7 separate regions of the Mus musculus genome follow, and regions 1, 2, 4, 5, 6 and 7 are each linked to region 3. A link is a contact called in public HiChIP or PLAC-seq and promoter capture Hi-C data. All regions are on one chromosome and are shown on one strand. Each heading gives the region's core, a stretch centred on a gene start, on an enhancer-like site or on the middle of the called end of the contact. The rest is flanking DNA. Distances are from core to core; before and after follow the strand shown. Region 1 holds the start of Sh3yl1 (Sh3 domain YSC-like 1). Region 2 holds the start of Dld (dihydrolipoamide dehydrogenase). Region 3 holds the start of Rnaseh1 (ribonuclease H1). Region 4 holds the start of Cmpk2 (cytidine monophosphate (UMP-CMP) kinase 2, mitochondrial). Region 5 holds the start of Bcap29 (B cell receptor associated protein 29). Region 6 holds the start of Rnf144a (ring finger protein 144A). Region 7 has its middle 19 kb from the start of Cmpk2.

Region 1 (3,668 bases), core at 305-2,804, 2.3 Mb after region 3:
CTTCTAGCCTAAAGAGGAGTGTCACTCTGTAGGAAAAGCAGAGGACAAAAGACAAATAGCTGGACTGTTGACAATTTAACCCTTGCCCCTCAGGGTGGAGTCAAGGAGGCAAGAACTCTGAAAAAAGAAAGAATTGCATATTATGTAAAGGAGAATCAAGGTTGAAATTCTGTGTTAGAAGGTACTTAAAAGATTATTCATTTAAAAACAAACTGTTTTTCACATGGCATGAGTAATTGTCCTAGGGACTGAAAACCAAGGTTTCAGAGAGACCTAAAGAAAAGAGACTGGCTGAGAACCATAGCAACTGTGACCCAAGGATGACATCAAACAAACCTGTCACAGAATGGTCTTCCTGTAACCTAGGCTCACGTTGGCACAATGGGGAACAGGGGTGGGGGTGGGGGTTTCCGGCAAGAACTCCAGCTGTTCTAATAGAAGGGGCCAGCTTAGAGAGTCACACTACAGATATGAAGCCACCTGGGCCAGTTAGCAGGTGAGAGGGTTCAAAGGAAGAAAAGCAAGTTAGGTGACGGACAAGAGCATGAGGGAATAACAGGGATGATGATTAATCGTCATCGAGACCTTAACTGATTAGAAAAAGACAACTCTCAGGACGTCGGTGATGGCTTATCCCCCGAGGATGTGATCATAAGGGCACTGACCTAGTCAATGGTTTAACCCAGTAGATTCAAAATATGAGGAAATGACTGGAGGTAATGAAAGATACAAGTGTGGCTGAGCAGAAGAAAATACATCCCGATGCGTGCTCTTGGGGCTAACGCTTGTCTTGCTCTCTACTCTCCCCTTCTGTGATTCCCGTCCACAGGAGCAAATAGTCCCTGACTCATGCTCTGGCCACCTTGAAGGACCATGATGCCTTGCCTCACCACAAGCCCAGAATCTACAACCATTCAAAAGGGGCCTGAACCTCTGAAACTGAGTCAAAACAAATCTGTTCTCCCTAAAGTTGTTTTGGTTGGATATTTTTCAGCACAGAGATTTGGAAGTAACTGCCAAAGCAGATGATGGGCGACTCTCAGACTTAAAAGAGGAGGAGCAAGTGAGAGGGGTCTACGGGCTTGAGAGAGAGAACTCGCACAAAGATTTGTGGTTGAAGGGCACTCGGAAGGGTGACATGGGCTTTGGAAGGGCATAATCTGGGACAAAAATTACACAGATCTCGGGCTCAGAGGAGTACCAGATGATGGGGGATGCATATGAAAAAGGCAGACAAACGAGTATGTGCTCAGACGCGGGCCCAGCCAAGGCCTTCTGATCTGCTTCCTCCGCCCAGCGCTCTTGTTCGGAAGCCTAACAGGGAGAGCACTTCAGGGTCCCAAAGAAAAAGACCCTTAAGTCGGCGAGTCCTTACCGAGACACACGAACAGCACTGACTTGGACCCAACCTCTGCCATGTTTCGGTGCAGACCCTGGCGCCCAGAAACCGCGTCGGGACGAGGCGCATGCGCACTGCCAGGGTTCTGACCGTGGACATGCGCAGTCCGCCGCCCCACGTTCGTACGCGGCCAGAGGCGGGGCCAGAAGTCGCCTAGAGGGCGGGGCTTAGGCGTTCGGGTTGGCAGCCCGGGCTAGCGTTCACTCTGAGCTCTGCCCAGGTCGCACGTCTAAGGAGTGAGGGCGGGGTGAACGCGGGGCGACCCCCAGAGCAGCTTGGGTGGCACGGTGTTGAGCAGGGAGGATTAGGATGTGCCAGGGCAGCCAATGAACTCAAGGATAGCGGCTTGCAGAGCCTCCTAGGGTGGCTCCTCCGATCGGAGCTACCCGCCCTTCCAAGCTAAGTTACCCCTTTGGACCACCGACCCCAGGCCGGGCCACGGTACTTAGCAGTGGGTTTCCCCGATTAAGAAGAGGGGGTGATTTACAAGGCTTCAAAGGAATGAGGCGGGTGGACGCAGATGAGCTACGTTCTGAGCAAGGGTATAGGACCAGTGATCGCTTTGGCAAAAACAGGGCATACACCTATTCCCTTACCTGGGTCAGGTGTGCGCCCGCTGGGCGGGTCCCGTCAGGGAGGCGGACCAAGGAGAACGCTTTCCTCTTCCTGGACTGGAGTGAGGAGCTCGGGTACCGAGAGGAGCGGCAGGCACCAGTGAGTAAGGGTCTGAGCGGCTGGGGCGTGTCGGCACCGCGGCAACTCTTCCTCTTGCGATGGGCGTTGTGAAAGAGGAGAGAAAACAGTCAAGTCCCTGGGTTTGTCTGGGCGCATCCACCAAGATCATACTGCACGGATCCTTTTGTAAATCCTCAGAACTCAAGATTAGTTTTCTACACTCCTGGCTAAAGGTTTTGGTTGATTGTTAACCACAGTCGTTCCGCTTCATTGCAGAAAAAAAATTTTTTTTCCTCCAGCATTTCCAGTTTTGAAGACAGACTTTCATTTTGTTATTTTTCCCCTAATATCTGATGTTTTACCATCTTCTGGTTTCAAATTGTTTTGAGAATTGGCATCCTGTGTACTTGACACAGATGAAGGAGGTGCAGATTGGGGGTTGTGTAGGGCCTTTGTGGGAATGTGATCTCTGGGAAAGGATAGTCCCTAGGGGAGGGGCTCACATGCGTTTGGGACTTCCAGAGGTAGAGGTGTCAGGACTTTGACACAGTGTCTTTGGTTCTGCGATACTTTACAAAGGGGTGGTGTGGAGGGTAATTTGATTGCTGCATCTCTAGTATATAGTGCCTGTATGGTTTTTTTTGTTTGGTTTGGTTATTGTTTTGTTTTGTTTGTTTTGTTTTCTTTTAGTGCTCTGAACAATAGGAATAGGTAACAATAGGAAGCAGGTTTCTCCCCTGGCAAAATGTGCCGGCTTCTTTTCAACAGATGTTACTACTGCCCTGCCAAGGCAGACCAGGGAAGAAAGACTTGAAGTAACCACCTCCATGGAGGAATGCCCTGGCCTGGGGCAGAAGCCTTGCCCTGTTCTGTGTTTACCAAGTGAACAGGTTCTGTATTCCTGCTGGCCCAGGTATTTTCCTTGAGATATGAGGAAATGTTTCGATTACTAATGAGTTAGTTCACTTGTACACAAAGTTTAGAGAATAACACGGCTGGGTTGAAGGTGCTGTTTTATTCTGCTCTGTGGCCTGTTATTGAAATACCATAGTAGCATCTGGTTGTTTGTAAATTGCTATGTTGGAGGTTAAAATAGACTAAGTGATAACATTCATCCTGTTTGTTGCATCTTAACTAAGGAGAATTGGTTATTGGCTCACTGTGTTCAATGTCTGTGAAATAAGTCAATATTACCTTGGTTTTTGTTTTTTCTCTTTTTTACCTTTCAAAGAAAATTAGCTTTAAAACTCTGGTTACATTTACTCTGGTTTTTTTTAATTGATACATTGTGACTAAGAGTCCTTGTCCATTCACTCATTTGCAGGTGGTATTGTGAAGTGCAGGACTCTACCATAACATTCACTTATCCCCCCCCCTTTTTTTTTAACTGACATGCACAAAGCATGCATCTGTGATCTTTTCCTATCCCAACATTTCCCTCAATTTCTCTGGGAAGCAGATACAAAGCAAAGATTTTTTTCTGCCCTTTGCTTCCAGTTCTTTGTCCCCATCCAAAGCCTTGGGGAGATGGGGGGGACAGTGGGGTTCACATGGATAATTTGGTTGTAAATTTTGCTTAAGGAGATTAATGGTC
Region 2 (3,421 bases), core at 785-3,284, 2.7 Mb after region 3:
TACTGTTCACCTTAAGAACGGGCTTGGCCATGTTTACCTCTCGTAGCATACAGGGTGTACAGACAACAGTAAACAAGCACACAGATTAACACTACAAGTCACTCTAACATTCACTTTCCTCAGCTACTCGGATTGAAAACTGCTGTTATCAGGTACTTACTTGGTTGATCTGCATAAGTTCTTAAAGGAACTGAAGAAACTCCTTGTAGGCCATGAGATATCCGATTGAAATGGCCTTTCTAGAATAGAAAAAAAAAAGACAAAAGAAATTTTCCTGTTAAGTAAAATATAATTTTTAAAACAGGCTGGCAAAATAGCCCGCTGGCTAAAGGCTCCTGCCACCAAGGGTGACTTCCCAAGTTTAATCCGTGGGAACTATATGGTGGCAGAGACCTGACTCCCAGAAGCTGTCTTCTGGCATCCTTTCATCCTATGTTGCACGCTCATGCCCACAGGCATGTGCACAAGTAATACATGTAATTTAAAAGGTCGATGACAACTGGGGCAAATGTATCAAGCAATAATACTAATGGACTTTCTCTGCCGCAAACAGGTATCCTACCAATTTCCCTTTTTTGTCCATAATATTAAACTTTCACAATCTTACCTTGCCAGGTCTGCCTTATTATTATGAACATTCAATGAACCATTTCATATTAAATCTAATAAAAATATATTTAATGGCTTACAGTTTTATTAAAACTTCAGAAAGCATTGTTAATTTTATTGCCAAGGATCAGTTTAGTATTCTAATTAAAATCCCAAAACTTTGAATTCAGGTATTTAAGTATTTCAATGATATTCATTTCATCTGTCATTCTGCTTCCTAACAAATCTACTTAACAGTCTGTAATCACTTATAAGATCTATAAAGATGTTCTTAAGCCACCAACTGGACTAGGAAAATGTACCAACAACGGAGTGGCCTCACATTCTGGAAGTCCCACAAATTGCATCATAATCTCACACTCTCTAAGCAGTGTGACTACCATTTCCTAAGGCCAGGGCCACATAAAGAAAGCACACTTCCAGCTCCTATCACAGCGAGTAAGCAATGGACAGCAGCGACAATATACTCTGATGCAGCAAGGTTTTTTACTTGAAGACAACTTCTGCACCTGAGATCAAGATATGCCAACCAAAGAGGAACAAAGAACTGTCTGTACTGAGAGACGCGGCTCACCTTCTCCCTAAAACAGTGACATTTTGCGTGTTACATTAACTTTTAAAGACACAGACGGCTCAGCCGTGAAGAGTCTCATTTCTGTATTGTCCCTAAAGTTATCCTGCTACCCTGCCACTAGGCCTCATACATTCAATTTGGCAGCTGTCAATTGGCAGGTGAAATGGGAAAGTTGTTTGGACGACAAACCGCTGCAATTAAAACTATAAGCCCCAGGGCCTGACTGATGGCAGGGTGCACTAGTTTAGAGACGTGAATGAAAACAGATCCTTGGAGGAGGAACTCGCGGGACGGTGTGTTGGAGCTGACCACGTCTGGGCCAGTCGGGCCTCAAGGTTACTTCCCCGCCGTAGGAGAGTAGGCCACCCCCCGGGTCATTAGGATGAGGCGAAAGGTAGGAAGGGGCAGGCCGCGCGTGGCAAGGGTCATTTACTCCTCCCCGAAACTGGGGGAGGGCCCAGGCCCCTGGACCAGCGTCCGGGTCGTGTGGGGCTGCGGGCAGTCATTCCGCAGCAGGGCCCTCCCGAGCCCGGGCTCGCGCTCCCCGCTGCCTCGGGAGGCCGCACCGAGCCGGCATAGAGGCGGGGCCGCGGCGGTTCCCGGCGGCAGGCCGCGTCCGGGCCCACAGCGGGCGTCTAAGTGCCTGTGGTCCAGCATCATCCCCTCGCGGGCCGCCCTCACCTTGGCCAAGGAGCGGTACACACGACTCCAGCTCTGCATCGTCCCTCGGTCCCGTCCCTCCAACCAGGGGTTTTCACCTCCGCTGAACGCCTGGTAAGACTTATCCAAGGTCTCCCCACCCTGCGCCTGCGCAACATATACGTCATCGCCGAGGAGCAGCGCGATTGGCCCGAAAGGCAGAGGCTTTCCGGTCGCTTCGTCGTGCGCTGTCGTGAAGGGCGCTGCGCTTTGTGGCAGCTGGGGAATTGGAGAACTGTTGCTCAAATGACTGGAGTAGAGTTGCAAATTATCCTTGAAAGACGAACTAGATAAATAAAAATGTTGTTTCTTCAGTAAAGCCCACAGAAAGTAAAGTTTAAATAGGAAAGGAAGAAAAGTTTGACAACTTGACAAGCTTATGGTTGTGCTAGATATTCGTGGGCAGTAGGCTTTATCTAGCTTTACAAAAACCGTATGAACTGTTTGCATTTTCTGGATGGAGCCCTGAGAGGTTAAAGAAAGCAAAGGAGAGGTAACTGCAGCTCTACGAACAAAGGCTTTGATTTTAACGGCTGGTTTACAATCTCTGTTCTCGAAGGCAATGGAAAGGATAGGCTTGAACCTTTCTTCACCAACATCCTGTTCTGAAAACTGCGCTAACAAAAAGTATAGAAAACAAGCTCCCTTCTATTTTTGTATTTTGAAAGCACGCCTCCCTTGTAGAAGAAACTAGAAGGGTTGGGATGGTGGGTGAGGTGTTAGGTTTTCATTGAGAGTGCACCTAAAAGATTGCTAACTGTTGTCTATAAGATTGAGCACAGAGCCTGGCGTGGTGGGCTACGCCTTTAATCCCAGCACTCGGGAGGCAGAGGCAGGCAGATTTCTCAGTTCGAGGCCAGGCCAGCCTGGTCTACAGAGTGAGTTCCAGGACAGCCAGAGCTCCCTATCTCGAAAAACAAAAACAAAAACAAAAAAAAAAAAAAAATTGAGCACAGAGATTTAAGGTCTGATACCACTTTGTAATAACAGTCTCTAGTTTAAACCTTAACTCTATACTTCTCAAAAGTTTACAGCCCAGGCACTGTACTGAACTCCATAGAGTTAGGGATTAGATGAATATTACTTCTTACCTATCTATGCCCATTTAGAAGGAAAAAGACATGAATAAATGATTTTTTAATGTTATGACGAAAGCTAGCTGTTACCAAATATTAATCACCACCACAACCCCTTTTTGGTTTCTTGAGAGAGTGTCTCATGTGTCCCAGACTGGCTTCAAACTCAATATAGAGCTTAGAATGACCTTGAATTTATAGTCCTCTTGCCTTCATCTCCTGAGTGCTGGGATTACAGGTGCCCACCACCATGTGTTGCTGATTGCTGGGAACGGAACCCAGAGCTTCTAGTATACCAGGCAAGCATTCTTCACCTGAGTTACATCTTAAGCCCTTGTTTTCCCCTTTCATAAGATAAGAGATTGTTCAGCTGGACAGATGGGTATTCAGAATAGCATTGTCTTTTCCGGGTCCCATACAGCTAAAGGTAGACGTATGATCAAATACTGGTCAATGATCTCCA
Region 3 (3,363 bases), core at 250-2,749:
CCTTTGCCTCCCAAGTGCTGGGATTAAAGGCGTGAGCCACTACGTCTGGCTCAAATTATTTTTCTTGAAAAAGTAAGTGTCTTGTATCTTGGCCCCAGTTATGTAGCCAAGGATGACCTTGACTATTGGTCTCCTTATCCCTGACTCCTCAGTCTGGGATGACAGGCAAGTACCACCACACCCGGTTTCCGAGACACTGGATATATCCATACCCCCTTCTTTTGTTTTTTTTTTTTTTCTTTTTTTTTCTTTCTTACCCCCTTTTTTAAACTTTAGAATATTGTTGGTATTTTGAGGTTTTATTTGAGTTGATAGACATTAATACTTGCTACATAGAAATAAAAAGAAGGGATGAGAGGAAGTTCTGGCAGGGCCTATGCCCAATATATGTGAGACCCTAATTTCAATCTCCAGTGCCAGGATTCATCGTGTAGCCAAGACTGCCCTTGAACTTGCAGTAATCCTCTTGCTGTAGTCTACACAGTACTGGGATAATAGGTTTGAGGCACCATGTCTGGCTTCAAATATTAAAAAACAAACAAACAAACAAAAACTCTGGTGGCGCTGGAGAGATGGCTCACTCATTAAGAATAGTGGCTGCTTTTGCAAAGGCTTGAGTTCCAATCCCAGGGGAGCCAATGCCATTTCCTGACCTCTGTGGGCAGAAAGTATGTCTGTGGCACAAACATAGATGCAAGCGAAACACTCATACACATGAACTAAAGTAATACATAAATAAACAACTGATTTCTAAAGGAAAGAGAAGGGTAGAGTTGCTTTACATTCTACAAACCACACCGACAGCTGGCTGAAGGGCAAACAATCAGAGACAACCATTAAAGGGAAATTTTCCCTTCCCTATTTTTTCTTTATATTTAGAAAAACTTTTCATACTCATGACTTCAAGGAATATACATTTATTACTTTAAAATTGCATCTATGTGTTGGTGTGTGCGTGCATTATCATTGGTGCATATGTGCGAAGGTCAGAGGACAACTTGTGGGAGAGTTGTTAAGCTTGGTGGCAAGTGCCTTCACTTTCAAAGTCGCCTTGGTAGTCCCTAAGGAGTAGATTTTAAAATTTTAGTTGATTTTGGGTTATAAAAACGATTCCCCAGTTTGCAACAGTGACTTGCTTCATTCTATGTAGTCCAGAATTATATGGCCAGAGTGTTGTTATGTATTCATGACATCTTCTCATTCATTGCTGGCAAAGGGGAGGGGAACCCTATTCTGCAGAGTTGGGCATCCTAGAATATGGGATGTAGTTTTACAGGGGCTCATTGTCTTCACATCTATTCCCTCATTCGGCCATCATCCTCTCATTCCTTCTTTCCCCTCTTCCTCTCGCTTCCAAATCAGTTTTGCTGTGCTGGGATTGGACTAGGCACTCGGCAGCTGGGAAACACCTCTGTCTCCAGGCCGAACGTCTCCACCGACGTCTAAGAAACCGAAGACACAATCCTCGGCCCCGCCCCTCTCCGCGACGGGCGCCTCGCGACGTCACCTTCCTGAGCCGGAAGTGTGTCGGCTCGCCGGCGGGAGGCTCGCGGGCAGCAATGTGGGTTGCCGCGCTGGCGTGAGTGATGCGCTGGCTGCTGCCGCTGTCCCGCACAGTGACACTGGCCGTCGTACGCCTGAGGCGAGGCATTTGCGGGCTCGGGATGTTCTATGCGGTGAGGAGAGGCCGCAGGACCGGAGTCTTCCTGAGTTGGTGAGACGGAGCCTGGCGGAGCCCTTTATTCTAAACACCTAACAGCTCGTTTAGCCCTTCCGTGTTGTAGTCAAATCCTCCCAAAGAGAACACATGGTCACCGCAGCCAGAATTTACACAAGGCTTCCCACGTTCTGATCGTTCCTGTGTGTGGGTGTTTTGTTTTTTGACACAGGACCTCATGTAGTCCAGACTGCTGAGCTCATTGGTTTGGGCCACCACGCCCAACTTCCTCGTGTTTTCATCTTTTAAACATTTTTCATACCTACTGGGTGACTTTTCTCGAGCCGATTATGTGCCAAATTGAACTTCTGGTCTTTCTGCCTTCACTAACCAAACGCAGGGATTTCAGATAGGCACCGTTATGCTCAATTTGTGTACTGCAGGTGTTTGAACCCAGGGCTTGTGCATACTAGGCCAGCAGCTGAGCTACATCCTCATCCCCGACTGTTTTTAAGAAGGAAAATCGTGGTGAGATGTGTTGTCACATGTTTGTAATTCCAGCACTGTTGAGGTGGAGGCAGGAGGATCACTACAAGTTAGAGGCCAGCATGGGCTGTGGAAGAGATGAGGGAGGGGGAGAGGTGGAGAGTCTCAAGCCAGAAGCTGGTCTTTGCCTTTGGATCCATGTCGCAGCCCTTGGAGGCAAGATGAAGTTTTCAGTTTCACCGGTACTGTGGCAGTTCCCAGGTCAAATGAGAGGCAGAATCGGGGCTTAAGTCCAGGTTTGGGAGTATATGACAGCTAACTTCTAATATCAAGGTTTGTTGTCCCTGTGACCTGGATGTTTCCCTAGGCACAGCTGAGACAGTACTAAGGAAGAAATATATCCACTGCCAACCCTTTTTCTGTGATTGAGTCTTAAAGATAACAAAATTTTAGTATGTGCTGGAGTTGTGGAAGACCTTGTGGTATTAGTATGCTATTTGGATTGGATGGCATTTAGCAGAATGGGCTGTCAGGTCTTAACATGTAAAATGAAACCAAATTGAGGTGTGACCTTTGTCCCAAGGAATTGACAGCAGATCCCTTTGACTCACCATACAACACCAAACCTATAATCCATGAAAAGTCCTTGTATGTTAAACTTCATTCAGTTAAAAACTCCTGCTCTAGAAAAGACACTGGGCCAGGCATAGTGGCACAAGCCTTTAAATCCCCGCACTCAGGAGGCTGGGAGGCAGAGACATGTGCATCTCTGAATTCCAGGCCAGCCTGGTCTACAAAAGGAGTTTCAGGACAGCCAGGGCTACACACAGAAACTCTGTCTTGAGGAAATAAAAAAATGGGGAAAGCTATGCCTTCACATTAAGCTGCACTTAATCATGTACGGAGATTTAATTCATAATTGACAAAACTTGGAAGCCAAGTTTCCAGTAGACAGTGAGTTGGTAAAGTTATGGAATATTATGCAGACTTGAAATGAGTTATGAAAGATGAAATAGTATGAAGAAGCACTAACTATACCCTGCTAAAAGGAAAAGCCAATTTGAAATGATCTACAGTGTGGGATTCCGACTATATGGGATCCTGGAACTAGTAGAGATTGCAAAACAAATCAGTGCTTTTAAGGGCTTCGAACTGAGGAGAGGTGACTGTGAAAGCAGACAGGCTTTGTTTCCTGTCAGGGTCTTGTGTGTCTTAGGTTG
Region 4 (3,620 bases), core at 729-3,228, 2.2 Mb before region 3:
GTGTTTTGCAAATTGTATCTTGGGCGTTCTGAGTTTCTGGGCTAATATCTGCTTATCAGTGAGTGAATATCATGTGTGTTCTATTGTGATTGGGTTACCTCACTTAGGATGATATCCTCCAGATCCATACATTTGTCTATGAATTTCATACATTCTTTGTTTTTAATAGCTGCGTAGTACTCCATTGTGTAAATGTACCACATTTTCTGTATCCATTCCTCTCCATAAACAACCACCAAACCCAGACATTATTGCCCATAAGAGCTTGATGACAGGAGCCTGATAAAGCTGTCTCCTGAGAGGCTCTCTCTGCCAGTGCCTGACAAATACAGAAGTGGATGCTCACAGCCATTTATTGAACAAAGCACAGGGTCCCCAAGGAGCTAGAGAAAGTACCCAAGAAGCTGAAGGGGTTTGCAGCCCCATAGGAGGAACAATATGAACTAATAAGTACCCCTAGAGCTCCCTGGGACTAAAACACAAATCAAAGAAAACACATGTTGGACTCATGGCTCTAGCTGCATATGTAGCAGAGGATGGCCTAGTCGGTCATCAGTGGGAGGAAAGGCCCTTGGTCTTATGAAGGTTCTATGCCCCAGTACAGGTGAATGCCAGGGCCAAGAATGGGAGTGAGTGGGTTGTGGAGCAGAGGGAGGGGGAGGGGATAGGGGATTTTCAGAGGGGAAACTAGGAAAGGGGACAACATTTGAAATGTAAATAAAGAAAATAATTTAAAAAAAAAGAATATCCTAAAAACAAACAAAAAATTGTCTTGCAGGGTTACTTTCATTTCTGTGTCTCTCTGTGTGTGATTGTGTGTGTGTGACCAAAAATATTTATTTCCAACAATTATAATCTGAGACTCTAGCAGGTCTGCCAGGCAGTAATTTCACAGAGGTCCCTGTAGCAAACTGCCGGAGGTGTTGTGTTCCTTGGACAGCTCACTCCAGGGTCAGTTGTGCATTGCATCTTTTTGCTCTACCAACACAACTGACAGTCTGCTCACCCTGGCCTTACACCTTCCTTGTGTGGGGATAAATCTTAAGCTGGGAGCCTCACTGAAACACCTATCTTTACTGTGAACCAGCAAGGTTGAGACGGTCTTAAGACTTCTAAAACATAGCCAACACACACACACACACACACACACACACACACACACACACACACACACACACACACAGAGAGAGAGAGAGAGAGAGAGAGGGAGAGAGAGAGAGAGAGAGAGAGAGAGACAGAGACAGAAACAGAGACAGAAACACACACACACAGAGAGACAGAGATAGAGAGACAGAGAGACAGAGAGAGACACACACAGAGAGAAACAAAAAATTCAAAACAAACACAGGACATTGATGCAGGAAATTTTGATTGGCAATTACTTAATGTGACAACCTGGCCACATATTCCAGTTTGCATCCCACGTGAGCAAAGGGCACCCTGGAGGAGTCCCTCATTTGCAAAGTTGAAAAGCTGCCCAAATACGCTTCAGGCCTGAAGTTACTGCAAGGTAAATTGAGGCCAGGTACCTGAAGGAGGTCAGGTGCCTGTGGACAGGTGGGTCATGAAGCGCTCTCTCTCTCTCTCTCTCTCTCTCTCTCTCTCTCTCTCTCTCTCTCTCTGTGTGTGTGTGTGTGTGTGTGTGTGTGTGTGTGTGTGTGTGTGTGTTGGGGGGCGGGGGTGGTGGTGGTGGTGGCGGCGTGTTTTCTTGATGTGATCCCTTTGCGCCTCTGTCTCCAGCTCCCCAAGTCCTCATACAACATAAGTAAGTATCCTAGAGTTCCAAAACTGGAGCTAGGATCACCTGCCACTACAGAACCAAGCCAGACAAAGCTGATTCCTCAGGAGAGCCTGGAATTCTCAAGAGCAGGCGTTGCCAGGGGACCACACCAGTGTTAGCAACCCGCCAGAGCCCCAGGGCCAGAATTTCCTAACCGCTGCCGACAGTTAAAGGCGCGGCTGTGGTGGGAGGAGAAGCCCAAGCCCGGGAGTAGCTCGGCCACACTGGAGGTCTCAGCCACAGCTGCCTTCACTTTCGTTTCCCGGGGATCCTGGGTCTGTGGTCACCGCGGTTTCGTTTCCGAGGCGTGGCGGAGGGCGCGGCCCGGGACACCCATGGCCCTAATAAGCCGCCCTCGAGCCCCACTGTGGCTCGGGCGTCTGTCGCGGAGGCTGTGCGGGCGACACCAGGCCTGCATGGGGACCATGGCTCGGCCGCGGCGCTTCACTGTGGAGCTGCCAGATTGCTCCCTGACTCACTTCGTCCTGGGGGATGCAACAGACCACAGGGATGCACGCCTGGCAGAGCTGCTCGGCCCCCCAGGGCGCAGCTACGCGCTGTGTGTGCCCCTGGCTCCAGGCGAAGGCTGCGGGCCCCGGGTGCAGGCGGCCCGGGTGCACCATCGCCTGCTGCAGCAGCTGCGCCGGGGTCCTTTACAGAGATGCCAACTGAGCAAGCTTCTGGGCTATGGTCCGGGCGATCAGGCCGGCGAAGCCCAGCATGGCTTCCTGCTGCGGGACCCTTGCGACCACCCGGACACTCGGCGCGACTTGCTCCAGCTTCTGGGCTCCTGCCAGGAGGCGGCGCGCCCGCAGTTGGCCGAGTTCCAGGCCGACTCCCAGGGTTTGCTGTGGCAGCGTCTGTGGGAGTTGCAGGGAGACAGGCAGGTGCAGGTGGACTGCGCATGCGTCCTGCCGGCACAGGAACCTCATCTGCACCCATTGCTGCCAGATCTGCTTAACTCTGCGGTGTTCCAAGACCGGGACGCGGCAAGGGCTGTCTTGGAAGAGGTAAGAGTTCTTTCCCTTGGGGACTGAGTGGAGCTGGGGACTCAGCACTTTGGTTGGCCAATCAAGTGCTTTCGGCTTGGTTTGTTTATTCTTATTCACGAGCCAGGTGGTGTAGGCAACACAGGTAGGCTCTGTGTTAGACACGGATGCTGCCTTCAATATTTCGTGTGTAGGTTTCTGTCAACTTAGTGGCTCGTGCATCCAACACCTACCTGGCTGAGCAATGCTTTCTGCTAATACATTCATTCTCAAAAGCCTGCAGGGGGAGTAGAGTCCCCTGGAAATCAGGAGAAGGAAGTCAGCTAGATAAAGGGATAATTTGCTGGGCATTTGCTACCAATCTGGGATCTTGTGGTGCAGGAGATGCTATGTGCATCGGAGAGTGTAAGAGCATGTAAGTATTCAACTGGTTTGTGGGCCATATGCGGTCACTCAACTGCTCAAGAGTTTTTTGTTTTTGTTTTTTGTTTTTTTTTTTTTTTGCTTTTATCCCCCCATATCCCCAACACACACACCCCTGTCATCTGTAAATGTTCCTGTGATGGAGGGATAAGGGATTTGTAACAGAGTCTTCAAGGAAAAGCCTAAGATTGTGTTACACCCAAGCAGTGCTTGGGGCCTGCTGGTTTCTGTAGTTAATACGGTATTACAAATGGTGGGGCAGGGCTAGAGGATGGCAAAAAGCCCTTGGTTAGCCGGGCAGATGTCTGGCATTTGTCAATTACTCACTTTCAGCTTGTTTCTTCAACACTCTGCCTCACTTTTCTTAGTCCATAAGGTGGTAATAGCAGAAGCATTTACACAGATTGACCGGTCTAATGCTTACAAAG
Region 5 (3,813 bases), core at 150-2,649, 3.0 Mb after region 3:
CATTGTGTGACTGTAAGCTAAGGATCTCATCTGGAGTCTGACACTGACCAGTTAGGTGACTTAGGTTATGGAACAGAGCCTTTCTGGCCTTAAGCATGTGATCTATAGAACCCATGGTTGGTGGGAAGAACTTGGTACATCCCTTCCTACAGTATGAGTTACTGCTTCTTGTGAGGGAAGGAAAGGGCATGGTGTGGAGACCAGGACAGAGAAGAGCTGCAAACCAAGCAGATGAGGAGTTTCAAGTTTTTGAAAGACTGCGTGGACCCTGAGCCAGTCCATTTTATTGTCCCAAGTAAACAGTTTTGCACCCATCCTTTTATTTCTCTGCTCAAATGCAGGGCAGTTTAGGGGAAGGGGAGGGAGAGAGGAAGAGGGGGAAGAGGAAGGAGAGAAATGAAGAGGCGGTGGGGGGTGGGGGAAGAGGATGAAGGGGGAGGAAGGAGAGAGGAGAGAGAGAATATAGATATATAGACAGGAAAGATGTCCAAGGCATAACCATGGCTTTATTATACCTGTAATCAAGACACCCACCCCCCAAAAAAACCTAGGTTCTTTTAAAAAGGAGGTGAAAATCTATTTGTACACAGAATCAAGCTTTATATAAAGTAGAATTTTAATAGTTACCAGATTGCAAATTTGAGTTTCATTTTTAAAGACTACCTTTTATATAATTGGCTCCCATCTTTTATTTAATTATCCATTTGTTGTATGTATGCATGTGTATTCATCATGTGTTTATGTGCGTGCATGGGTGTTTCTGGGCGTCCCAGGGTGGAAGTGTGGCGGTCAGAAGACAACTTTGTGGAGTCGGTTCCCCTTCCACCAGGTGGTTTCTGGGTATCGAACTGAAATTCTCTCCCTTGGCTGCAAGGGCCCTTTACCTACTGAGCCACCCCGCCGGCCCTCCCAAAACTTTCTAACCTTACAAAGAGCATCGCACGCCGTAGCCTGAAGAAGCTAATCAAACATTTGGTACTGTTAAGGATCTGACGGTTTCCTACCTCTGTGGAGGAATAAAGGGCAGACAGAAGAGTAAAATGAGTCCTATTTCAGCATAAAGAAAGCTGGCAACCGCCGCCCATTGGATTGTCATCGTTTTGTTTTGTTTTTTCTTCACACCTATACAGAGAAAGATTTCAATTTTAGAGAAACATGGGTGAACGGCCAGACACGCGGCGTGGGGCCTGCCGGGAGTTCGCCTAACTCCGGGTGACGAGGCAGTGCGCCGGACGGCCCCGCAGGTTCTTCCCCGGTCCCGAGGTGGCTCGGGCCGCAGAACGCCGCGGCCCGAGCCGCCGGACGCGAGGTCAGCAGCGGGGCCGCCCGCCGCCCGTCAGGCTTACCCGCCGCCGATCGCTCCGCGTGCCCCGCCGCCCGCCTGCGCGCGCACGTCCCACGCCGCCGGGAGCGCGCCGGGCCCGGCTGAGGTCACACTGGCGCGACCGCGCCTCCCGCGGCCCTTGTTTCCTGGTGCGCGGCGTGAGGCGGCCGAGGCTCCTCCACGTGGGCTCGGTATCCCCGGAGGGCTGATCCCCGATGCGGCTGATGCCGGATGACGGGAGCCAGGGCCCGGGTCTATGGTGGGACCCAGCCAGGTGCCCTAGGGTGGTAACCTGCCTCCCTGCCCGGAGCTAAACTGAATTTAAGTCATGGCCCAGGCCTGGGGGGTCTGTGGAGCGTTTTGTGTTTTGCATGCTGTTTTCCTGGTCCTACCGTGCCCATAGGCAAGACCAGGCAACTTGTGGGAACTGCTGGGTCTACTCCTTTACCTAACCATATTCCCTTAGGTAACTAGATAGGCCCCAGAAACCTTTGAGGGTGGATGCTCTCATGCTTGGTTAACTTTGCATTCCACCTCTGGTTTCCCTGGTAACACTAGAAAGAAAAACCTAACTACTGCCTCTCCTTAGGCTTTCTGGTCAATTCCTGTAATATCCCTGCTCCAAGTAGAGACTTGGCATCCCGATAACATTACATACTACATTACATACTGTCTCCATTAAGCTGGCCAGGAGTTCACTATCCAGGAAAAAGGATTCACTTGGAGATGTGTTAAAGAGGTGGGAGGGATAATTATTCCATTAATACGACGCAGCACTTACACATCCCAAGATGGCACTCCTTGAAGGAGCTTCCTTCTGCCCTGTGGCAGTAGTAAGCTTGCTTGGTTTTCTGGGTTCTAATTCAGAAAAGCCTAACACCTGCCTCTGTTTTTCTTTAGTGGATGGCCAAAAGCCTAAGCAAGCTTTCTGCTGATAATGGGCTTTCTCATTTCTGAATACCTGCCCCCTCCCGGAAGTACTGGTAGACCTTCATTTCTGAACAAGGCAGTGTTATTGGACCCTTTATGCCTAAAGATGTAACTTTTGTCTTTTTCCTCCTCTTCTCCATCCCCTTGGCTACCTTTTTTTTTTGTTTTGTTTTGTTTGTTTTTAATTCCAAATTAATAGTATTGCCCTTTAAAAAAAGCTTTGGCATTCTTTTATTAACAAAACTAGGAATCTAAAAGGGAACTCCAAATACTTCCAGGTTTTCAACATATGTGAATATTTGCAAATCTCAGAATGTAACTTCAAAAGGTTAAAAATCCCCTGTAAGGCTGTTGTGCAGTTGCTCAGATGCTTAATTTAATCATGACTTTTGAGCAGCCCATGTTCATTTGGGTTTGTAGTGTCCTTCTGCTAAGTGTCTATTAGAAATGTCTATGCGCCGGGAATGGTGGCGCATGCCTTTAATCCCAGCACTTGGGAGGCAGAGGCAGGCAAATTTCTGAGTTCGAGGCCAGCCTGGTCTACAGAGTGAGTTCCAGGACAGCCAGGGCTATACAGAGAAACCCTGTCTCGAAAAAACAAAAAACAAAAAAACAAAACAAAAAAATGTCTGTGCTTAAATCTATGGTACGCTCTTTAGAACCTTCTTTGCGAGTGCACATGTATATGGTGGTGGAGGGCAAAGGTGGATGGCAATGTCTCCCTCACCACTTGCTCACGTTTTCTTGTTTTCTCGTTTTCTTGTTTCTTGTTTTCTTGTTTTGGAGAGTGTTTCTGAAGCTTCTGTGACTACATGAAACTCCAGCTCGAAAACAATAAACTCCAATTCTGCTTCTTACTAAGCCTCTGAAATTCCTCCCCCACCCCTGCCACTTTTCTTTTTTCTCTTGGTGGCACAGTCAAGAATTCCTGTTTCACCCAAGTAGAGGTCTCTGAAAAGAATTTGCACGTGGGGTTACATCTCAGCTCTTACTGCCGTCACTGTTAACACAAACACTGCTATAGGATACAACTATATTGGGAACATTACATGTTAAAAGAATAAGTAAGCACAGAATATAGACTACATTTCAGGGTTGGGGTTACTTGCTTAGTTATTGGTAGTGCCTTCCTGGCACACACGAGGCTTTAAGTTCAATCCCCAGCACAAAACAACTCCCCCCACGCCCAGAAAAAAAATCTCCCACATTTAAGTGAGTGCTTTTAAAAACTGTATCACATAGATATCTGGTCATAAGTAGCTGGAAGAAAAATGCAGGCTGAACTTAGCACAGAAGGTTGGGATCTGCTTTTCCATGCTCATTTCCCACAGTCCACCTCACTCCAGTCAAGCGACTACTGTACTGTATTGTACATTCCCTTCAGAGTTAGTGTGTAAATGCCAGAACGACGGCCTCACTTCTGTATTCATTTCAACTGGAAAAAAAAACCCGTCATCTTTAAAACTGAATAAACTGAAAAATGAGAGCACAGATATGACCAAGAAAAAAATAGCAGCCCAGTGCTCATGTTAAACTTGATTCATGGCCTCAAACAGCCT
Region 6 (3,574 bases), core at 759-3,258, 2.2 Mb before region 3:
TTGACGGGGGTGAGAGGCATTGACGTGAGAACTTAGAACATCTTTAGAAAAATGAAGTCCAGGGGCTGGAGATGAAGCACAGGAGAGTATTCGCCTAGCATTCATATACACAAAGCCCTGTGTTCAAACCTCAATTATACATAAACTGATTATAGCGGTCCGTCCCATTCACTCCAATACTCCATTGGCGCAAACTGCAGAAATTTAAGGTCATGTTCAGCTCCCTAGGGAGTTAGTTCCAGGCCAGCCTGGGCTAGGGAGCCTACAAAAACTCACTTGGAAAAAAACTAAAGAGGAGTGTATATATCAAAATGTTAACTCCAGAATTCAAATTGTGCTGGGTCCAGAAAATGCTGAATTAGATGCACCCATTTTCCCAGAAGGGTCAGTTGGACCCCTGGAAAGTAAAATGGGTGTGTATGGCAAAGGGTGGTGTCTGACTTAAAACCCGACCGGGGGCACCTGGCCCTTTAACACTGCTATAGCCACCCTGAAGCATGAAGTACTTACTGTTTGTAGTCCTCCTGCAAGACCACCCATGAGTCCCACTCAACAGAGGCCAAGTCCAGAGTCTCCACCTGCAATTCAAAACCCCCTCCAGATATACTTCCCTAGCAGTCTTTAAAATGTAATAAGAGCAAAACTGTGGAAGACACTGGAAAAAGTAGTCCAGACCAATGGTATGGCTGAAGAGGAGCGAAACTTTGGCTCTTTGGGAGCCAAGGAGGCAACCCCGTGGGAACGGTTCTTCACACTCTGCATTCCTTTGCTGGTGCTTTTTCCCCCACCCTGGCTACGCCCCACTGGTCATCTGATTCCACATCCCTCCTTTAGAAAGGCCCCTGTCTCTGCTCTCTCATCGGAGGGCACACTGACCACCTTTCCTTCTGTCTGCTACTGTGTTTATGTGCGTCTCTTAGCCGTCTAAACTACTACCCTGGCCGGGGTCATTGAGAAGGACCTGTCTCCCAGACACCACGCCTGGAAGGCCCTTCCTTCCTAGAACTGTCCTAAGCAAGATTGGACTGTCCTTCTAATCCTAGGACACAGGAACCCTGGGAAGGTTTCCCAGAGCCTTGTCTAGCTCTCCTTGTTACTTGGCCTTTGACCCTGTACCAAGCAGGCTGTAGGACTGTTCAAAATAAGTATACTTTAAAGTATTCTCTGAAAAAAAGAGACCAAAACAAGAACTAGAGCAAACTTTAAGTGCGACCACCAGAGACCCGCCTAGGGTGAAGAAGTCGCCTCTTCCCGCGCAACGGCGGCGGCCAGGAAGCCTTCAGTTTTAGCAGGAGGAGCGATACAATCTCTGAGCTCCACGGATGGTGTAGAAAACCGGGAGCAATGCGGAGCACGGGATACGAGAGTCCTGAGGGGACTTCCTTGGGCAAGAGGGGTACAAGGGACACGGAGACTCCTGGGCCAGAGGCTAGCAGAGGACCATGCCCACGGCCAGGCGCGGCTAAGCACTGCGGGGTACTCGCGACTGCCACTGGCCAGAACGGACCCGACCTTCCCCACGCCCTCGCTCTGCCCATGTCCAGGTCACGGCGGGAGTCCACCCAAGGCCTGCAGACGGCCGCCCACCCGGGCCACTCCAGCAAAGCACACCCCGCGCCTGCGGCTGGAGACTTCTCCGTGGCGCGCGATCCCCAAGTGCAAGCGGCCAGGAGGACGCGGCCGTCACCCAGCGGAATCCCGGAGCATAGTCCCCATCGCCGCCCCGGAGCCCGCGGGGTCCCCGCCCGGCAGCACGGGTTAGGGGGCCGAAACCAGCCCCGCACAGCCTTATCCCGCGCGGCCCGCTCGGGCGATGCCGACACAAAGGGGACGCGCGCGTCACCCACCTGGTCCCGCGCGGTCCGGGCTCCCGCTCGGCCTCTTTGCGCGTGGCTGTGATGGCCCCGCCCGGTGCCGGCTCGCGGGTGCCGCTGCCCCGTCAGCCTCCCGCGTGCAGCCCGCCCCGCAGCGCAGCGCCCTTTATGCCTCCCCGCCCTGCGCCCTGAGAACTGCGCGCGGGGTCGACGGGGCGCGAGCGCGCACTAAGCGCGGGCGCGGGAGGCAGAGCCAGTTTGCACGCCAGCGCCCCCTGCCGTTCAGAGGTGCCTTAATGTCCATGCACCAGGACCAGGCGAGCAGCCCCCAGCAATGCCAAAGGGAGGGCCCAGATCAGTTGGGGGGTGGGGGTGGCGGGACAAGGGGGCAATGAGTCCTCCTGAAGTTGGACCCCTGTTTTCAATACTAGAAGAACGAGTGCCAACAGCTAGAAAGAAACGAGTGAAAAATCCCGACCCTACCAGTCAGAAGCTGGAAATCTCACTCAGTGAAGTATCTGGGACCCTCTAGAGTAGTCTGTCTATGCAAATTACAGCAAGTCTCTGGACTTGCCAGAACCTGCCCGACAGCTATCCTGCCTGTGAGTAGTTTACCATGAATACTATGAAAGAATCATCTTTTCACCCTAACTTCTGATAATGCAAATGAATGAGAAGAGTCCTCAACCTGCTTGGACCTGAGGCTGAGGCTCTGTGCATATATATGAAGCACAAGCCAAAGCATTTCGTTTCTTTCCCTTAGAGCCTAAGATCCACCAGTGGATGGGAATTCCCATAAGTTATTATCTTGCAATCCCTCTGGTAGGTCCTGGAAGTTCATGTCAAACGTGCAAAAATGGGTGAACCTTTTGAGTATGTATTAAGGCTAGAATGAAATGTTCCCACAGGCATGTGTTCTGAACGCTTGGTCTGCATCTGGTAAAGATATTTCTGAGAGGCTCTGGGAATGTCAGGAGGTGGGAGTTAACTAGGGAAGGCCCTTGGGGGGATCCAAGACACACACACACACACACATACACACACACACCACACTTGTGTGCGTTCTCTCTCTCTCTCTCTCTCTCTCTCTCTCTCTCTCTCTCTCTCTCTCTCTCTCTCTCTCTCTCTCTCTCTCCTAAGATGTTCTGCTCAAGCACTTTGGGTCCAAACAGCTGTGGACTGCGTTCTTTGGCTGGGGGACTGGAGAGCCTCCATTTGCTAACTCAACTTCTCTAGTTTTCCCCTAGAGAATTAAAACAGGATTAAAAGCTCTGTACCATCTACCGTCTGCTGCTACATTCCCAGGTGCATATTTGTGTTTATACATGTGTATGTGAGTGCAAGCCAAAAGTCAATGCTGGGGTGTTCACCTCTTTTTCTCTACTGTATATTCTGAACCTAAACCCCTTTAATTCATGCAGACCTGTTGGCCAGCAAGTTCCAGGAGACCTTCTGCCTCTACCCCAACCCCCATTATCCAGTGCTAGGATGCTGAGCATGCACCACATCTGTATTCTTACATGGATGCTGGTTATTAAACTCAGGTCCTCAGGCCTGCATGGCAAGCACTGTAGTGACCAAGCTGTCTCCCCAGCCCCTCATCCGATACCATCACCAGTTACTGGGCTGAATGTTTCAAATCTTCAAAGACACACACTTGATAGATACCGTGCCTCACACAAATAAGCCTAGCATTCTGAGGGCTGAGCTAGGAGGATTGCAAAGTCAAGGCCAGCCTGGACTAGATAAGTGAGAGCCTA
Region 7 (3,592 bases), core at 764-3,263, 2.2 Mb before region 3:
GTGGCTCCCTGAAGGCTGCTTAGATCTGGTTTAGTGAAGGTCCCAGGTGTGAAGCGGCCAGCGATTGGAGTGGCTCCCATGGCAGCAGCAAACTTCAGCACAGCTCGCTGGCCAGTGTTCCTGGAGGAGATGACGCTGAGGTCAGCAGAGTTCTCAATGGCAACAATAGCTCAGTCTGTGAGCAACAGTTTCTCCCAAGTCCTCTTCAGGTTTATGATGTAGATACTGTCACTTTTCCTTTTGTAGATGTACTGCTCCATCTGAAAGTCAAGGTTGGTGCCACCTAAGTGGGTTCCGGCAGCAAGGAATTTGAGGACATCTTCCTCCTTTATCCGCAGGACGTCAAGGGCTCCGGACATTGTGTAAGTTTCCCTTTAAGTTACGATGGGAATCAAGAACAACGCCATATGGACCCGTCCCCGGGTAGCGCGGAAAGCGAGGTTTTACTTTTGAAAAGAAACTTTCCAAGCTGAGAATGTAATTCACTTGGTAGAATGCTTGTCTAGCATGGAGAAAAATCCCTGGGTATCGCTCCCCAATGCTGCACAAAACAGCTACTGTGCTGCATGCCTGTAACCCCAGTACCCGGAGGTGGAAGCAGGAGGATCAGAAGTTTAAGGTGTGAGCAAAAACTTGGGAAAAGAAGCTGTGTCTGGCAAAAAACTCCTAGAAAATGTCTGTCTGCAGAGACGGGCACACTGATTAGAACTTCAGGACTGTGGAGAGACTGGAATTTTGTAGGTTCAGATGCTAATTACGGTATCCTGGGCTAGTTGCAGTTTTTGGGAATAGCCATTTCTTGCCTCATTCTGTATCTAAACTAAAACCACATGATAAATAAAATATAATAGAAATAGTATAAATAAATAAATAAATAAATAAATAGATAAATACCTCTTTGAAGCTATTAACTTAGAGGGACACTAGCTTGTACCAATCCAAGAGCTGAGTGTGTCACCATCTAGCATCTTGGGCCTATCCAAAAGCTTCCTTCATTTCCCTGTACCTGCCTCTCTGGTATACCCACCAATGTATTTTGAACTCACTTTGATTTATTCACTTTCTTTGTTCTGTAACACTGTAAAAATCCTATGAAACTGTGTTCGTATTGGAACACGGAGTTTGGGGTAACCTAAATCTGTGTTTCTAGGCCATGATCAATCATAAATGGCTCCAGAATAAACTGTCTCTTATTCCCTTTAAGATGAGAGTGGTGGCTTTTATGTCAATAAAGGTAGGTTCTGACTACATAGAAAGCTCTATGCTTGAGACTCTCAAAATGAATGAATGAGTGAATGAATGAATAAATAAGAGTTCCTAGCATGGCAATTACAGGACAGCTGAGTATGAATGTCTTCAAGTCCTGATGTCACTATGTGTCACTCTTTGCTCCTGTCCCTTTGTATCCCCTCAAATTGCAAGGAGCAGAAAAGCTCCCTCAGTGGGGAGGCAGACACATCCTCACTATGGTCCTCTTGTAATGTGTATAGTTTTGTGAGATAAACCCAGGCCGGGGTAAATGACTTGGTTTGGGGTGTCAGCCAAGATCCCCGAGACTTAGAAGAGACCCATCTAGGACATGCATCAGGCATTGAAAACTAAGTGGAAACTCGCATCTCCCTGTACCGCACTCTGATAGGTGCATTCTTGCTTCCCAGAGCGCTAAACTCTGCCCAGCTAGTCTTTCTAGACTGCCTCACTCGCATGCTTTGTGATTTCCACACAAGAGCCAATTTTAAGACACAGAAAGGGATAAACTAAATTGGCAAACCGTCTCTTCAGCCTGCATGGGTTGTATTTGATGACCATGCCTTGGCTCAATTCTCCTTCGGAGCTTTTTATTTTTGAATCTGGAGCTCCTTTAAGGAAGTGTTATGTGCAAGATGCCTTTGTGGAAAACCTTCGGCTCAACCCCACTTCCTTTTGCTTGCCTTTTTGCTTGTGGTCTGAGGCTCACGGTCTACTGAACTGAGCGACAGTCCACTCCATTCCCACTAGAGGGAGGAAAAGTGCCTATTTCGCTCATTTCCAGGAGAGCTGCTCTGTTTGCTTGATAACCACTTTTCTCATTAAGCACAAACTGCACCGCCTGGAAAAACAACAGTAGTTCCTTTCATTTTTATTTAAATGCCGTCTCTAATGGGGAAACAAAGGACAGACTGAAGAACATTTCTAGGTCAAAGTAGCAAGTCTTTCAAAGTGGCTAATTTCGTGCTTCAAGAATTCTAAATACAGCCCCGAGGTCAGAAAAATATTCAAAGAAAGGCCATGGTGATCACGGGGCTCAATCTCTTTAATAGTTGTGGAAAATGAGGCCCAGAGAGGGACCTGCCCTGCTCTGGGTCATCTAATTTGTAACAGCAGATGCATGCCAGAGTAATAAATTCTGCAACTCTTTCTCTAGTGCTTTTTATAACTTGATGGCTTGTGTCAGCATATCAGGGACAGTAAATAATACACAATCATACTTACACACAGGCATACACTCATATTTTCTTCCTTGCAAGGTTTACGATTTGGGATCTGGCATGAAGAAACATTCTCTGTTTTTATGTGTACTTGTTCATTTGTTTTCAAAATGTCCCCTCCCTGGTCCCCTCATTTCATAGCATTCCAAGTAAATGGTACTGCTTATGTTGGATCCTGCTAATAATGGTGCCTACAAGGTCTCAGCTCTTGGAATGACTAAACAGCCATCAACATACCAGGGTTTAGAAAACACATCGTAAACTTTTTCCTGTGGAGTTTCCAACATTTTTATTAACATTCATGATATTAATGACCCTGCTTATTTTGACATAATTGAGGATGTGTTCCATTTCTGCAAAACAAGGGTGCAATCACAGTTCACTTCTGGCTCACCTGCTGGGTTGGCTCTTCCAATTCTAATGCAGTCCTGGTTCATCTCTGAGCTGGGGAAGATTATTTTCTGAGTTTTAATTGAAAACAAAATCAACTGAAAGCAACAACACAAAGAGCTCCCCTAAACCTCTGAGTGTTGCAGCCTGCATTTCTTGGCTCTTTTTACTTGCAAAAAGTTTGCACTAAATGTAAAGTGCTATAGAGTTAGTGGAGTTGAAGATGTGTCTTTCAGGTGAAATGTTTACAGAACTATATGGTCTTGTTTCTTCATTTAAAATGATGGCTGTGTCTTCTGTGCATATATACAGGTTGATAGACGGAGGAATACCAGGCTGCAAGCAGAGCTAGTATCTTTTCCAACTGGGTGTGTATGATCTCTAAGAAGTCATCCTTTGTCTGTGGGCTTCTATTTATCTTTTTACAAATCAGGACCTGATTCCAAGAGTTCTATGGGTCCCCTATTTCCACTAGGCCATTGCTTCATCTGAATTAAAATGTGATTCACTTACATCATTCCCGTGTCTAACAAGATGGTAGTACAGGGTATTGGTGTGTCTCAACAACTTGGGAAAGTGTTGATTTTGCATATTGTGTATTCTATATATATCTCTTTCCACAATGCCTTTAAGTAAGTGAATCTTTTGCATAAAGACTCTCCTCTGAGTTTCCCCAGGGACCGTAAAAGGACTAGTAAATAGGTGACCACTCATCTCATTCCTTTTTAGTTTCA

What was found. Promoter capture Hi-C pulls out the DNA fragments that hold promoters and counts their contacts. HiChIP or PLAC-seq counts read pairs in DNA pulled down with a chosen protein or histone mark.
Region 1: an H3K27ac HiChIP or PLAC-seq map of thymic regulatory T cells shows a contact between it and region 3, with 13 times the contacts expected there. The contact joins the promoter of Sh3yl1 here to the promoter of Rnaseh1 in region 3. A contact is called at or near these places in 2 of 39 promoter capture datasets (the 3T3-L1 cell line and pre-B cells), 2 of 484 Hi-C or Micro-C datasets (CD4 T cells and CD8 T cells) and 2 of 115 datasets of contacts at active chromatin or transcription factors (large pre-B cells and thymic regulatory T cells).
Region 2: a contact with region 3 is called in a promoter capture Hi-C map of pre-B cells. The contact joins the promoter of Dld here to the promoter of Rnaseh1 in region 3. A contact is called at or near these places in 3 of 39 promoter capture datasets (the C10 cell line, liver and pre-B cells) and 1 of 484 Hi-C or Micro-C datasets (CD8 T cells).
Region 4: a contact with region 3 is called in a promoter capture Hi-C map of pre-B cells, with 2.7 times the contacts expected there. The contact joins the promoter of Cmpk2 here to the promoter of Rnaseh1 in region 3. A contact is called at or near these places in 8 of 39 promoter capture datasets (the 3T3-L1 cell line, the C10 cell line, cranial neural crest and 5 more) and 1 of 9 other capture datasets (macrophages).
Region 5: a contact with region 3 is called in a promoter capture Hi-C map of pre-B cells, with 6 times the contacts expected there. The contact joins the promoter of Bcap29 here to the promoter of Rnaseh1 in region 3. A contact is called at or near these places in 4 of 39 promoter capture datasets (embryonic stem cells, liver, neutrophils and 1 more), 1 of 484 Hi-C or Micro-C datasets (CD4 T cells), 1 of 115 datasets of contacts at active chromatin or transcription factors (large pre-B cells) and 2 of 9 other capture datasets (adipose tissue and liver).
Region 6: a contact with region 3 is called in a promoter capture Hi-C map of pre-B cells, with 2.6 times the contacts expected there. The contact joins the promoter of Rnf144a here to the promoter of Rnaseh1 in region 3. A contact is called at or near these places in 2 of 39 promoter capture datasets (cranial neural crest and pre-B cells) and 2 of 115 datasets of contacts at active chromatin or transcription factors (fibro-adipogenic progenitors and large pre-B cells).
Region 7: a contact with region 3 is called in a promoter capture Hi-C map of cranial neural crest. The contact joins the enhancer-like site here to the promoter of Rnaseh1 in region 3. A contact is called at or near these places in 2 of 39 promoter capture datasets (cranial neural crest and hematopoietic stem and progenitor cells).

What each region holds. Positions count from the first base shown.
Region 1 is chr12:30,910,115-30,913,782 of GRCm38.p6, forward strand. It overlaps Sh3yl1 (Sh3 domain YSC-like 1), which reads left to right and starts at 1,555. Exons shown (of 10, transcript NM_013709.5): 1 at 1,555-2,113. The coding sequence starts at 2,113. It overlaps Acp1 (acid phosphatase 1, soluble), which reads right to left and starts at 1,498. Exons shown (of 6, transcript NM_021330.4): 1 at 1,376-1,498. The coding sequence starts at 1,418.
Region 2 is chr12:31,349,437-31,352,857 of GRCm38.p6, forward strand. Dld (dihydrolipoamide dehydrogenase) reads right to left here and starts at 2,035. Exons shown (of 14, transcript NM_007861.5): 1 at 1,865-2,035; 2 at 161-239. The coding sequence starts at 1,903.
Region 3 is chr12:28,648,103-28,651,465 of GRCm38.p6, forward strand. It overlaps Rnaseh1 (ribonuclease H1), which reads left to right and starts at 1,500. Exons shown (of 8, transcript NM_011275.3): 1 at 1,500-1,714. The coding sequence starts at 1,587.
Region 4 is chr12:26,467,237-26,470,856 of GRCm38.p6, forward strand. It overlaps Cmpk2 (cytidine monophosphate (UMP-CMP) kinase 2, mitochondrial), which reads left to right and starts at 1,979. Exons shown (of 5, transcript NM_020557.4): 1 at 1,979-2,790. The coding sequence starts at 2,116.
Region 5 is chr12:31,633,259-31,637,071 of GRCm38.p6, forward strand. Bcap29 (B cell receptor associated protein 29) reads right to left here and starts at 1,400. Exons shown (of 8, transcript NM_001164090.1): 1 at 1,347-1,400; 2 at 1,005-1,122. The coding sequence starts at 1,096.
Region 6 is chr12:26,413,254-26,416,827 of GRCm38.p6, forward strand. It overlaps Rnf144a (ring finger protein 144A), which reads right to left and starts at 2,009. Exons shown (of 10, transcript NM_001081977.2): 1 at 1,848-2,009. Mir6538 (microRNA 6538) reads right to left here and starts at 1,757; the gene lies at 1,648-1,757.
Region 7 is chr12:26,486,433-26,490,024 of GRCm38.p6, forward strand. It overlaps the pseudogene Gm46344. Among named protein-coding and RNA genes, the nearest start is that of Cmpk2, 19 kb to the left of the region's middle. Within about 2 kb of position 2,014, at least 16 of the 459 cell types and tissues checked have an H3K27ac peak or open chromatin away from gene starts, as enhancers often do.